2 separate regions of the Cricetulus griseus genome follow, and region 1 is linked to region 2. Evidence: chromatin contacts called from public Micro-C data. All regions are on one chromosome and are shown on one strand. The core of a region is the stretch at or near the end of the contact, and the rest is flanking DNA. Distances in the headings are between cores, read along the strand shown. Region 1 holds the start of Trim8 (E3 ubiquitin-protein ligase TRIM8). Region 2 overlaps Arl3 (ADP-ribosylation factor-like protein 3).

The links. Hi-C and Micro-C count contacts between places; a contact is called where the count stands out from the background.
Region 1: a Micro-C map of the CHO-K1 cell line shows a contact between it and region 2, with 1.8 times the contacts expected there. The contact joins the promoter of Trim8 here to the enhancer-like site in region 2. A contact is called at or near these places in 2 of 8 Hi-C or Micro-C datasets (both in the CHO-K1 cell line).

The regions. Positions count from the first base shown.
Region 1 is chr3:15,072,534-15,079,373 of CriGri-PICRH-1.0, reverse strand. It overlaps Trim8 (E3 ubiquitin-protein ligase TRIM8), which reads left to right and starts at 4,035. Exons shown (of 6, transcript XM_027407120.2): 1 at 4,035-5,173. The coding sequence starts at 4,604.
Region 2 is chr3:15,001,467-15,008,793 of CriGri-PICRH-1.0, reverse strand. The region is part of intron 1 of Arl3 (ADP-ribosylation factor-like protein 3); the gene reads right to left. Among named protein-coding and RNA genes, the nearest start is that of Arl3, 5.7 kb to the right of the region's middle. Within about 2 kb of position 1,598, at least 2 of the 6 cell types and tissues checked have open chromatin away from gene starts, as enhancers often do. A contact at or near this core is called in the CHO-K1 cell line, where this site is marked.

The DNA.
Region 1 (6,840 bases), core at 2,786-5,285, 68 kb before region 2:
TTCTTTCTCTCTCTCTCTTCCTTTCTTTCATTCATGATTTACTTGTTTTTATTTTATGTGCATTGTTGTTTTGCCTGCACGTATGCCTATGTGAGGGTGGATCCCCTGGAACTGGAATTAGACACTTGTGAGCTGCCATATGGGTGCTGAGAATTGAACCAGGGTCTTCTGGGAGGGCCGACAGTGTTCTTAACTGCTGAGCCATCTCTCCAGCTCCCTCAGTCAGCTTTCTTATAGAACCCAGGACCATCAGCCCAGGGATGGCACCTCCCATATCAGTCATTATCAATCAAGAAAATGTCTCACAGGCTTGCCAATAGGCCAATCTGGAGGGAGCATTCTCTCAACTGAGATTCCTTCTTCTAGAATAACTTTAGCTTATGTCAAGTTGACATAAAACTAGTCAGCATAACTACGTACAAGCATTATATATTTTGATTAAGAATTTTAAAAAGTCAGGCGGTGGTGGCACATAACTTTAGTCACAGCACTTGGGAGGCAGAGGCAGGAGGATTTCTGTGAGTTCGAGGCCAGTCTGGTCAACAGATCGTGTTCCAGGACAGCCAGAGCTACACAGAAAAACCCTATCTCAAAAACAAACAAACAAAAAGCAACCAGAAAATGAAAACAACAACAACAAAAAATTTTAAGAGCCAGGTAGTGGTGGTGCACGACTTTAATTCCAGCACTGGGGAGGCAGAGGCAGACAGATTTCTGTGAGTTCGAGACCAGCCTGGTCTACAAAAGCTAGTTCCAGCACAGCCTCCAACACCACAGAGAAACCCTGTCTTGAAAAACAAACAAACAAACAAAAATTTCAAAAAGGACTCGGGGCTTGCTAGATAGCTCAAGCTTGTGGGCATGAGGGTCAAAGTGGATCCCCAAAGCCCATGTAAAAAGCCAGGCATGGCGGTGGTGCACTGTGCTCGTGAGCCCTGTGCTGGGGAAGTGGCAACAGCCAACCAAGTCTATTTGGTGGTTTCCAGACAAGTGAGAGAACCATGTCTCAAAAACAAACTGAAAAACAACAACAAAACAGGCACACCTGAGGAACAACACCAACCAACCCTATGCTCTGCCCTGGGTGCGTGCTGCAATGTGCACACACACACAGGGCTGGCCGGTGATGTAGCTTGGCCAAAGTTTCCCTAGCATGTGCAAAGCTATGGGTTCAGTTGCCTCCACCACACACTAGATAAAACACTGTGTAAGATAATGGAGGAAATAAACGTGTGTATATGCTTAGCAGGCTATACAATAATGATAAGTACATCTGGGTCCTATTCCTAGCTCCTATTGTTATGTGGATTCTCCGATGCCCCATAGCTAATCCAACAGTAAGTCCTGTTGGTTCTCCTTCCAATATATATCAAGCCCAGAGGCTCACAACCAGTTTAGAGTCCAAATTTCTTCCTGTGTCGGTGACTGGCAATATCCTGTGTGTTCTGGCTCCTACCTATTTCTCTCCCTCCCATGATGCCCTCTTTCTGCCCAGGAACAAGCTTGGGCGTTTGTCTTTGCCTTTTGATGAGAGTTCTTCTCAGGTTGTCACTAGCTTGATTCTTGCAGCACATTCAGTGTGGGCTCAAATGTCACTTTTACTTAGAGCCTTTGTGTGCCTCTTACTCTTAGAAATTATGCTTCATATACTCAGTATTTTTTTTTTTTTAATGTACGTTTTTCCAAGAAACCCCCTTGGCCTAGAAAAATGTCCCCGGTGTAAGAGGTCTTTGTTATACTGTATATTCATTGACTGACCAACTAATTCAGGGATGGATGTCTACAGTTCTTTAGGCATCAGTGTCCTTGTCAATAGGAATTACTAGCTTGGTAGTTTTAAGCTTCAGAGATGTGGGGGGAAAAGTATCGAGGAGATCGGGCAATAGCTCCACGGTGAACCTTTGCAATTCCCTGCTCAATTCCTCTAGACACTTGAGCAGACTGATTGACAACCCTTCTTTCCTCTCAAGTAAAAAGAGCTACAGCTGAAAAGGCCCAGGAAAAAAATGGTCCCACAGCCAGGAGGGATCATTGCCGTTTTAAGAAGCTTGGACAGAGCCCCGCCTTCGGCACCCAATGTTTAATGTACCGAAGTTAGTGCAAGTCACGTGAGATCGCGACGGCTCGCCACGCCTCAAGGGGGAGGAGTCTACCCTTGAGGACCAATAGCATAAGCCGCTTCAGGAGCAGCCCTAGTTCCAGACAGGGAAAGGGGCGGGGCCAGGAACCCGAGCCGCTGTAGCAGCACTTCCGGAAAGTACGCCCCTCCCCTCCCCCCTCCCCGTTCCTGTCGCTCTACCGGGTGGGCTGAGCCAGCGGGTGCTGATTAAAGGCGCCGCCGGCCGTTTTCCCTTCACCTCCCCCTCCGTCTCCCCGCCCCTGCCCGAGTAGCGGGACCGGCCCCGATGTAGGGACCCCCGCCCCGCGCTGCCATCACCCTGGTCGGCGAGCCCCGGGCTCTGCCGTCCTTCCCCCTCCTCGCGCCCCCATCTTGCCGGCCTCGCTCTGCTTGGAGCCCATTGTATCCGGGGCGGCTGCGAACCCGGGCCGAGACGGAGCACCCCAGGGTGCCCCTCCGTGGGTCCGGCTGGCTCCCGCCCCCGCCCGTCCGTGCTGCCCCAGGCGGGGGCCGCTGGGCCGCACCCCAGCCCCTGCCCCGACCCCCTTCCCGGGGGAGCCGGAGAGACCCCGGGCAGGGGCACGCAGCCTCCCGCTGCCCCGGCCACCCGCCGATCATCTTTATTATCGAGATTATTATTAAAAGGGGGCGGGACCCCAGGATGCGGAGAAGGGGGCCGGAGACGCAGCTATCGCTATTAAACAGATTATTCTTGAAATAATGCACGCAAGATGGCTGAAGGTGGCTGTGATGAGCGTCTTCGGGCTTGCGGGGGGGTGGGTCCTATCTTTTCCCCCCCTGTTTTTCTTTTTCTTCCTTTTTTCTTTTTTTGATCTGAGGATAAAGCTCTGAAGCGACAGCCGCAGCGGAGACCCTGCCCGCCCGAGTGCCCGCCCTCTCCACACTTGAGAAGCTGCGGGAGGGGACAAACGGACCCGCGGACCGAGCGACGCCCCGGACGCGTCTCCTGGGCAGCGCTGGGGGCCGCAGGCGCTCGCCGTTCTGCCGACTTCTTCCCATTCTAATCTCTTAAAAAGATTTTTTTGGAAAGGACCGGGATGGGTGGAGCAGAGGTGGAGAGAAATCAAGACTTGGCATTTTCCTCCTTCCCTCTCTCCTAATTTGCTGGAGGCCGTCAGCCCTCCCCTTGGAGGAAAAAAAAAAATCCCACCAAAGGGAGGGGAAAAAAAAAGCGAGCTGCAGGACCCTCAGGCGCGCGCCCGGACCCCGGCCCCACCGCGGCCGCTGGGAGCTCAAGATGGCTGGGCGCTGAAGACGCACCCGGCCCGGCTGGCTCGCCCGGCCCCGCCGCCGCAGGCTGGCTCCGACCGCAGCCCGGAGCCTTCCAGGCCGGAGCAGAGGCCGAGAAGAAAAGAAAGTGGGGGGGAGGGGTGGGGGCGAAGGGGGAGGGCCGGGCGGGGGGAGGGGGGCCGGGAGCCGAGCCTCCTGTTCATTAGCAGTTGAGAAAAATTCCTTTCTAGTTTGATCAATCCTTGTTTTCCTCAGCGCGGGGCGAGCCGCCCGCCCAGCGCGGGGACAGGGAGCGGGGTCTCTCCGCGTCGGGGGCGCCCTGCGCTGGGCCTCCGGGGAGCGCACAAGTAGCGACAAGGGGGTCAGGCCGGAGCACCTCCCGGGCTTCTCCCTCCCTCCCTCCCTCCCTCCTCCCTCCCTCTCTGGTGGCTTTTTTTTTTTTTTTTTTCCACTTCTCTCCCTCCCCCTTCCGTTTCTATTTGTGAAGGGAGGAGGAAGGCAGAGGCGGGCTGGTGTCTCTGGCCGGGGACTGGAATTTCATCTGAATGACTGCCCCAGCGCGCACGCAGCGCCCCGGAGTCGGCCCGCCCGCGCCCTGCAACCCGCAGCCGGCCGGCCAGCTGGGGGACGCCCGCGCCACGGCCCGGGGGCCGCCGGCGCGCCTCGCTCGCCGGCTCCGGATCGAGGCAGCTTCGGCGGGGCCGAACTAGCTTCCCGTGCCCCCCTCGGACCTCGGCCGGGAGCCAGGCAAGGAAGGCGCGGCTCGGAGCAGCCGGGAGGGAGCCACGGTCGCCGCGACCGCCACCCAAGGAACAGTGCGGCTCCCCCGCTCGGTGCGCCGCGGGGCGCGCCCCGATGTCAGCCGCGGGGCCGAGCGCAGGCCGCGGGGCGCCCCTGCCCTAGCCGCACCGACCGGGAGGCGGCCTGTTATATGGAATTTGGACCACGGCTCTCCCCTCCAGGGCTGGTGGCCCGGCCGCGGCCCTGGCGCAGCCCGCCGCCTCCCGCTAGGCACTCGCCAGGAGGAGGAGACGCAGCCGGCGGCGCGCGCGGCGCGAGGACCCAGGCTCCCTCCTCTGGGGGGCGGGCACGCGGAAGGCGCTGGTGACTGAGCGACTGGCGGGGCCGGCAGGGACCGGAGCTCCGGGCTCGGTGGGTCCCCAGCTGCATCCGACGGACCCCCACGGTTGGGGAATTAGGGAGGTCTCCTCGGGCCCCCTGCCCGCGGCCGCCATGGCGGAGAATTGGAAGAACTGCTTTGAGGAGGAGCTCATCTGCCCCATCTGCCTGCACGTCTTCGTGGAACCGGTGCAGCTGCCGTGCAAACATAACTTCTGCCGGGGCTGCATCGGCGAGGCTTGGGCCAAGGACAGTGGCCTGGTGCGCTGCCCGGAATGCAACCAGGCCTACAATCAGAAGCCGGGCCTGGAGAAGAACCTGAAGCTCACCAACATCGTGGAGAAGTTCAACGCCCTGCACGTGGAGAAGCCGCCGACGGCCCTGCACTGCGTGTTCTGTCGCCGCGGCCCCCCGCTGCCGGCGCAGAAGGTCTGCCTGCGCTGCGAGGCGCCCTGCTGCCAGTCCCACGTGCAGACGCACCTGCAGCAGCCCTCCACCGCCCGCGGGCACCTCCTGGTGGAGGCGGACGACGTGCGGGCCTGGAGCTGCCCGCAGCACAACGCCTACCGCCTGTACCACTGCGAGGCCGAGCAGGTGGCCGTGTGCCAGTACTGCTGCTACTACAGCGGCGCGCATCAGGGACACTCGGTGTGCGACGTGGAGATCCGGAGGAATGAGATACGGGCAAGTACACTGAACGCGCGCGCACACACACACACACACACACACACACACTCACATCCTGCCTAGGGGCCACCCATCACCATACATCCTGACTCTTGCGGCATTAGCCTAGAGGCCCTGGTTCCAAACTCTTTTCTGTGAAAGTTTGGGGGACAAGGTCCTGAGAAGAAGGGCCTGGCTGCTGGGTGCGTTCCCGCACCTGTGCCCTTAGGCTCCCTTTTGCAAGTCATTTATGGAATTGAGGGAGGCTGTTAGAAGTAGTTTGGATGTTGCTCTTCTGTTTTGCGCAGCTCCCTCCCCCAGCATTGTTTCTGTAAGCTCTACGGGAAGTCACCAAGGCAGTGACCCCGGTCCTGCTTCTCCAGCTGCTGTTTATGTAATGAGTGTCCTGGTGCCGCTGCTGTGGCTGACATGATCCATGATGCTGGCATACCAATGAGGAAGTAAACAAAAGCAGCCATGTTAGTTTTAAGCTCTATTGGAAACACATTGGGGGGGGGGCTTCCGGAGGTAGAGCAGAACTCTGGTATCTAGCTGGGCAAGGCCGGGCTGGCTGTTCAGGAGTCCCCAACTGTCAGCTCTTCCGATCGGTCCCAGCGGACGCTCCCCAGGCTGAGGCTGCTCTCTATGTATTTGTATGCTCCTGCGCCTGCATGAACAAACCTTAAAGTATGTGTCTAACCCTTTCCTCCCAGCCCTGCCCTCTTACACAGCCCTCCCACATTTGGGGAGGGGAGGTGGAAGACGGAAAAAGAATCCTGTGGGTTTAAGGTTGAGCCGCCTTGAAATCTGGTTTCAGGCAGCTGGCTCCCCTGGGCTGCCGGCTGGGTGATTACGGAACCGCACCCCCTCCCATTGTATACACCCTGCTGCAGCAGCCAATGTCAAACCCGCCTTCCCCCTCTTAGGCCTCTGGGCCTGGCTAGGGAACTGGACTAGGGCATACTTCCGTCCCTTTCACTGGAAGGGGGCTCCTCCCAGGTTCCTCTCGGGTCCCCTGCCTCTTGGGATTGAGTCACACCGAAGGAAGGAGTTGATCTACGCGTCTGGGCCATCTTGAAAGCTCGGGCTAGGGGTCTTGTGATAAGGGAGCAAGGTTAGGTTTGGTAGGACTGGGCGTGTATGTTTAGGGTGGGGGCCCCTGGAGACTAGTGGGGCCTCTGCGGTATGAGGAAGCCGGGCAGTCCAGATTGTAGATGGGGGCTATTTCCTTGGTGGTAGGGAGGGAGGGACATAGACGAGGAGGGGACCGATCTAAATGAGTCACTGTTTAGCAATTAAAAACCATACATATACAACCAACAAAAGGCAGAAGGGCCACCGCAGGCTGAGGGCGGGGATAACAAAATTTGCTGTATAATTAGTTTGCAATTGCATGGGCCAGCTCTGGGGTTTTGTGCCAGGAGAGGCCTCTGGTTTCTTAAAGGAAGTGTGGGGGATGGAGGAGAGGAGTCACTCCTCCCCACTAGTGCTGGAAAAGGCCAAGGCCTGGGGAAGCAGAGGAGCCCTGTGGTCCTCCTCCCCCGACTCAGGGCCGGCCTTGCCCACACTTTACCCAGTATTGAAGCTGCTGCTATTAATAAAGATGGTAGGGGTGGAGGCTGGGAAAGTAAGGACGGCTGGCTGTCCAGTTCTGTCTGGGATTGGCTGTAGAAAGTGGATAGAAG
Region 2 (7,327 bases), core at 349-2,848:
CCTACTCAGAACATCTGAAACTGAACAATTAAGGGAAGAATACCGATTCTTTGTTGCAGCATCCCACTGAAGTGACAGAACTTCCCTCCTCAGGAGACAGGCTGAACCAGGGCTTTGCACCTTAGTTGGGCATGCTACTGCAAGCTTCATCCCTAGTCCGGCCTTTATTTCCCTATTTTGTTTTGTTTTGAGAGTGGGTTGGTTATGTAGCCCTGGCTGGCCTCAACAGGAATCCTGCCTCTGCCTCCTGGGTGCTGCTGCGATAAAAGTGGGCATCACCACACCTGTCCCCGCTCCCTTCATTTCTAGTCATTAAAGGAGTCTGGCCCAGAGAAGAAGTAAGTCTTTCTAACTATGGGCACTTCTTCTTAACCTAACAGGACAGAATATACACTTTCTTGTATTTTTTTTAGTTAATTTATTTTTATTTTATATGCACTGGTGTTCTGCCATGGATGTAAGGTCCCCTGGAACTGGAGTTACAGACAGTTGTGAGCTACCATGTGGGAGCTGGAAATTGAACCATGGTCCTCTGGAGGAGCAGTCAGTGCTCTTAACCACTGAGCCATCTCTCCAGCCCCATATACGTTTAATCTCTAATGAACACTCTTCCTTATTAGGCAGTGACATCAGATGCCTCACACGTAAGTGAAATGACACAGAAAGCGAAAGTTCAGCTAATGCTTTCTTCCTTCCAATAACACGATAAACAGCATCTCAAGCTCGGCCCAGGGAACACAAGTGCAACAGCACACTGTATTAGCCCAGGATGGAGGGCAGGATCTCAGGATTACCAGGTCCTGCTAAATAGGGAGAGGATATTTACAGCTAGCAGGGTAGCAGGGTTCTGCCCGAAAGGTACACAGTAATCGGATTTAAGAGGCTAGATGAAACAGAGCAGAGTAAGTCCACCCTGCTCTTGTGTGTCTCCCTGCCATGCTGTAGCAAATGAAAGGATGCAGTCATTAAAAGTTAATTTATGATACGGACGAGTTGTACTGTAGAAAGACAATGAAACTAATTTTTTTTTGGGGGGGGGTTTCGAGACAGGGTTTCTTTGTGTAGCTTTGGAGTCTATCCTGGCACTTGCTCTGTAGACCAGGCTGGCCTCAAAATCACAAAGATCCGCCTGCCTCTGTCTTCCGAGTGCTGGGATTAAAGGCGTGTACCACCAACGCCGAGCGAAACTAATTTTTTTTAAAGATTTTATTTATTTATTATGTATACAACATTCTGCTTCCATGTATATCTGCAGAAGAGGGCACAAGATCTCATCATAGATGGTTGTGAGCCACCATGTGGTTGCTGGGAATTGAACTCAGGACCTCTGGAAGAGCAGTCAGTGCTCTTAACCACTGAGCCATCTCTCCAGCCCCGGCGAAACTAATTTTTTACAGGGTAATTTTGACCCAAATAACCATTCACTCAACCCTCTGGAAGCAGAAGAGTGAGCAAAAGGGATGTAATGTCCACACAGGATGCATGAGCCCAAGACACCGAATCCAGTAATGAGAAAAAAGACTCCAATAGACTGTGTGCACACACTGCCAGCTCAGGCATGCACAAGTTATCTGTACTCCGGGGGCAGAAGCATTCTGACTCAGCCACAAAATATTTAAGCAAACTTTCCTACAACCAGATCACCCTCACCCTAGCCCTGTGCTATGGAATACAGAGTTTATCCATCTGCATCGTTCCTTTTTTGAGGCAGATCTCTCGTGTAGCCCTGGGTGTCCTGGAACTCATGCTGCAGACCAGCCTGGCCTGCCTCTGCCTCTGCTGGAATTAAAGGTGTGCACCACCACACCTGACTTGGATTTCAGAAATTTATCTGCCTCAAAATCTGTTTAAACTCAACTCATGCCAGAGGCATAGTGCTCTGACCCCAAAAGACACAAACTAGGTCATTCAAAGAAACCAAAGTGGAGGGGGGTGGTGGGAGGAATGTACTGACATATGGAAAATCTGTACAGCCGAGAGGAACAGCTAAAGTTTAAGTACTGGGACAGCTAAGCAGTTGAGTACAAGCCCTTCCTAAATAGCTTAAACGGGACAGATTTCAACCTCATTTCACCTCTCAACAGGGTCCTACTGATGTGAAAGGGAGAACCTCGAACTCTGTCTTCTTCTTTGCAATCGTTTTTTTTTTTAATTATATTTGTTTACTTATTTCAGGTGTGTGCACTGTGTATGTGTGTGTGGGTATGTGCTTAGTACGCAGGGCTGGTGCAAGGCAGCAGAAAGCCAGTGTGAACCAGTGCCCTCCTTCTGAGGCTTGGTGACCAGCCTTGCTCACTGAGCCACTTCGTCACCACTCAGACTCTACCTTCTTTCTCCCAGCAGAGTCCTGATGGCTGTATGCACTAAGCCGCCCTGTGTGAGAGACCTGCCCTAGAGTTAGTTCATTTAGACAATGAGCGCAATGATCAAAGCTGATGAGAAACACCAAGAGGTGATGCTGTAAGGCAGGACACACAGAAGTCACTCAAAACAAGTTACCTTCTCTTTTTAAAGGAAAATAAATGTAGCCAGGTGTTGTTGGCGCACGCCTTTAATCCCAGCACTAAGGAGGCAGAGGCAGGCGGATCTCTGAGTTCAAAGCCGGCCTGGTCTACACAGCGAGTTCCAGGACAGGCTCCAAAGCAATATAGAGAAACCCTGCCTCCAAAAACCAAAACAAACAAACAAACAAATAAATGTATAGAGCTGGGGATAAATACTGACAATTCTGTATGTTCTTTTCTTTCCTTTTGAGGCTGTGTGTGGGAGGGGATGGGTGTGTGTGTGTGTGTGAGTGAGAAAGAGAGAGAGAGAGAGAGAGAGAGAGAGAGAGAGAGAGAGAGAGAGAGAGAGAGAGTGCATATACTAAGGATTAGCTTGGTTTTAATGATCCCAGCACTCAGGAGGCAGAGCGAAGTAGGTCTCTGAGTTAGAGGCCAGCTTGGTTACAAAGCGAGTTCAAGGACAGCCATGGCTACACAGAAAAACCCTATCTCAATGAAAAAACAAAAAACAAAAAACCCCAAAAACTAAAAAACCACGGATTCAACCTTGAACATCCTAGGTGAGAACAAACATTTCCATTGAACTATGTACCCAGTCCTTTTAAAAACCTCTCTCTCTCTCTCTCTCTCTCTCTCTCTCTCTTTTAGATTTTACTTATTTATTAATTATATATACAGTCTATACAGTTTTCGTCCTGCATGCACATGTGCCTGCACATCAGAAGAGGGCACCAGATCTCATCACAGATGGTTGTGAGCCACCATGTGGTTGCTGGGAATTGAACTCAGGACGTCTGGAAGAACAGTCAGTGCTCTTAACCGCTGAGCCATCTCTTCAGCCCCCTAAAAACTTCTTTTTATTTATTTATTATACACACAGCATTCTGCCTGCATGTATGCCTGCATGCCAGAAGAGGGCACCAGATCTCATTACAAATGTCTGTGAGTCACCATGTGGGTGCTGGGAATTGAACTCAGGACCTCTGGAAGGGCAGCCAGTGCTCTTAACTTCTGAGCCATCTCCCCAGCACTTAAAAACTTTTTTTATTTTTATTTTTTATTTTAGGAGGATTTACTTTTCCTTGGCCTTAAACTCAGCCTTCCCTCATCGAGCTTCAGAAAGCTAACATTACAGGAATGAGCCATTATGGGTGACTATGGGTGTATTTTCTTTTTTTAAAGAAAAACATTTATTTTATGTGTATGTTTGTAAGCCTAAGTATATGGATGGACATCACATGTATGCATGAAGCTGCAGAAGTCAGAAGAGAGTGTCAGATACCCCGGAACTAGGGTTAAAGGTGGCTGTGTGCTGTTGTGTGTCTGTGTACTATTGTTGTGTGTCAGTGTGCTGTTGTGTGTCTGTGTGCTGCTGTTGTGTGTCTGTGCTGTTGTTGTGTGTCTGTGTGTTGCTGCTGTGTGGCTGTGTGATGTTGTATGTCTGTGTGCTGCTGTTGTGTGTCTGTATGCTGTTGTGTGTCTGTGTGCTGCTGTTGTGTGTCTGTGTGTTGTTGCTGTGTGGCTGTGTGATGTTGTTGTGTGTCTGTGTGCTGCTGCTGTGTGTCTGTGTGTTGTTGCTGTGTGTCTATGTGATGTTGTATGTCTGTGTGCTGTTGTGTGTCTGTGTGTTGTTGCTGTGTGGCTGTGTGATGTTGTGTGTCTGTGTGTTGTTGTTGTGTGGCTGTGTGATGTTGTGTGGCTGTGTGTTGTTGCTGTGTGTCTGTGTGTTGTTGTTGTGTGTCTGTGTGCTGCTGCTGTGTGTCTGTGTGATGTTGTGTGTCTGTGTGTTGTTGCTGTGTGTCTGTGTGATGTTGTGTTCTGTGTGCTGCTGTTGTTGGTGACTATGTGCTGTTGTGTGGCTGTGTGCTGCTATTGGGTGGTTGGGTACTAAGAACTGAACCTGGGTCCTCTGAGAGAATGGCAAGCTCTCTAACTAGTGAGCCATCTCTCCAGCTCATTCTCTCTTATTTTTTCATGTCCTTTTCATTACTACTATTACTATTTTGGCTTTTCGAGACAGGGTTTCTCGGTGTAACTCTGGGTGTCCTGGAACTCACTCTGTAGACTAGGCTGGTCTTGAACTCAGACATCCACCTGCCTCTGCCTCTGCCCTGAGTGCTGGAATTAAAGGTGCGGGCCACCTATTATTAGCGGTGCCCAGCTATTATTTTTGAATTTTATGTGTATGAATGTTTTGCCTGCATGTATGCAGGTGCACTACTTAACTGCTGAACCATCTTTAGTGCTCCTTTTTTAAAAACTATATTTTTTCACTTAACTATTTTCTGGCCCCCCAAAAAACATAAATATGATTAATACTCATCAAAAGTCATGCATGTATGATAAGTACATGTATGATAATTACATGTAAGTAGGAAGTAGACCATAAATAATTGCTGGATTGAGTTCGTGTCAAATAACAGTGATTAGTATGTGCTAAATTACCAAGAATGGTAGAGCACTTGCCTAGAATCCCCCAGTGAAGGACTGGGGAGATGGCTCTGCAGTTTAGAGCACTTGCTGCTCTTTCTTATTATGTTCTGCCTGCATGTATACCAGAAGAGGGCACTAGACCTCATTACAGATGGCTGTGAGCCATCCTGTGGTTGTCAGGAATCTCTCCAGCCCCTGTTGCTTTCTTGTAGAGGACCTGGGTTCCATTCCCAGCAGACAGATGGTGACTAAGAACCATTCATAACTCCACTTCCAGGGAATCAAATGCCGCCTTCTAGCAGGCAAAACATTCATACACATATAAAATAAGCATGTATGTATTTTATATTTGTATAAATATATATGAATAAAACACAGATATACATAATAAATCTTAAAGAGAGAGCGAGAGAGAGAGAGAGAGAGAGAGAGAGAGAGAAAGAGAGAGAGAGAGAGAGAGAGAGAATGTGATTCCAAGGCCAGGGTAAAACAGCTGATCCTAAATGTTCAGGGAAGCTCAGAATGTTTTTTGTTTCAGTCACTCAAATTTAGAAAGAAAAAAAAAATCACATAAGGTTTTTGTTTTTGTTTGTTTTTTGAAACAGGGTTTCACTATGTAGTCCTGGCTGTCCTGGAACCTGCTATGTAGACCAGGCTGGCTTCGATCTGCCTCCCAAGTACTGGGATTAAAGGGGTGTGCTACTATGTCTGGCAGAGCTCACTTTTCAATTGTATAGTTAACCACAGGACTCATGGGCTACTCTATGTGACATACTTAATCATGACACTGACCCTTTAAACTCAGTGCTCTACTTCCAGTACTAAGAATAACTTACACTTCTGAAAAAAAGGAAAAAAAAAAAAAAAAAAAGGATTTGTGGGCTGGAGAGATGGCTCAGCGGTTAAGAGCACTGACTGCTCTTCCAGAGGTCCTGAGTGCAATTCCCAGCAACCACATGGTGGCTCACAACCATCCATCCGTTATAAGATCTGGTGCCCTCTTCTGATGTGCAGATATACATGGAAGCAGAATGTTGTATACATAATAAATAAATAAAATCTAAAAAAAAAGGATTTTAAAATCAGACAATCTCAACTAATTTGTCCTAGTTTCTTCTCTTTCTCTCTCTCTCTCTCTCTCTCTCTCTCTCTCTCTCTCTCCTTCCCTTTCCTCCTTTTTTTTTTTTTTTTTTTTTTTTTGAGATGGAGCGGTCTTACAATACAGCCCTGGCTAGCCTGAAACTCACCATTGAGAAACTAGGTTGGCCTCTTGTTCAGATAACTACCTGCTTCTGTCTCTTAAGTGCTGGGACTAAAGATGTGGACCACCACATCCCACAATCCTAGTTTCTTATTGTTTACTTTAAAAAAAATCTGTTTGGGGGCTAGAGAGCTGGCTCAGCAGTTAAGAGCACTGGACTGCTGCAGAGGACGTGGGTTCATTCCCAGTACCCATAGGGCAGCTCACAACCATCTATAACTCCAGTTCCGAAGGATCTGGAACCTTCTTCTGACTTATGAAGGTATCACAGAGTCATGTGGTACACATACACACATGTGGGCAAAATATTCACACATAGAAAATAAAACAGAAAATAAAGAAAGCACGTGCTCTTGTAGAGGGCTGGGGTTCAATTCTCAACAGCCACACGGTGGCTCACAGCTGACTGTAGCTCCAGGGGATCCATCACCCTCTTCTGACCTCCTTGAGAACCAGGCTTTCCCAGAGTGCACATACATGCTCTCAGGCAAAACACTAAGACATGTCAATTTTTTTTTTTTTTTAGATTTATTCTTGAGCATTGAATACTTTAGTGGTATCCAATAATATTATATGTACAAGGTCAATTTGTTATATACTTATGTACAGTGCCAATTTGCACCTAGAAACATGTGCAGTGGTTTACTTATTATGACCTATAATTATAAGTTAAGCAATTGTGAAATGAAACAGTCCACTCAATTGATAAACTGAAGAAAGATAGACAACTCTGATGTTTCTCATCTATAAGAAATCTCATTTTCTCTTGGTCTGGCATGTGGCTTTCTTTTAAGGGAATGGTATTTGGAACAGGGTCTCCCTGTAGCTGAGGCTGACCTGGAACTAACTGTAGCCCAGGATGGCCTCTTAACTCATGGTGATCCTCTTAATTTAGCATCTAGAGTCCTGGGATTATAAGCATGAGGCACCACACCCAGCCCGGTATGCCTTTCAAATCGCAGTTCTAATTATTTTCATTAGTTTTAAATTTATCTATTTCTTATGAGACAGAGTCTCATGTGGCCAAGGTTGGCTCTGCATTCCTGACCCGCCTCCTTCTACCTCCCAAGTGGGGAGGTTATAGGTGTGAGAAGCCATGGCCACTTTCTCAAATCCATTTATTTTCTGT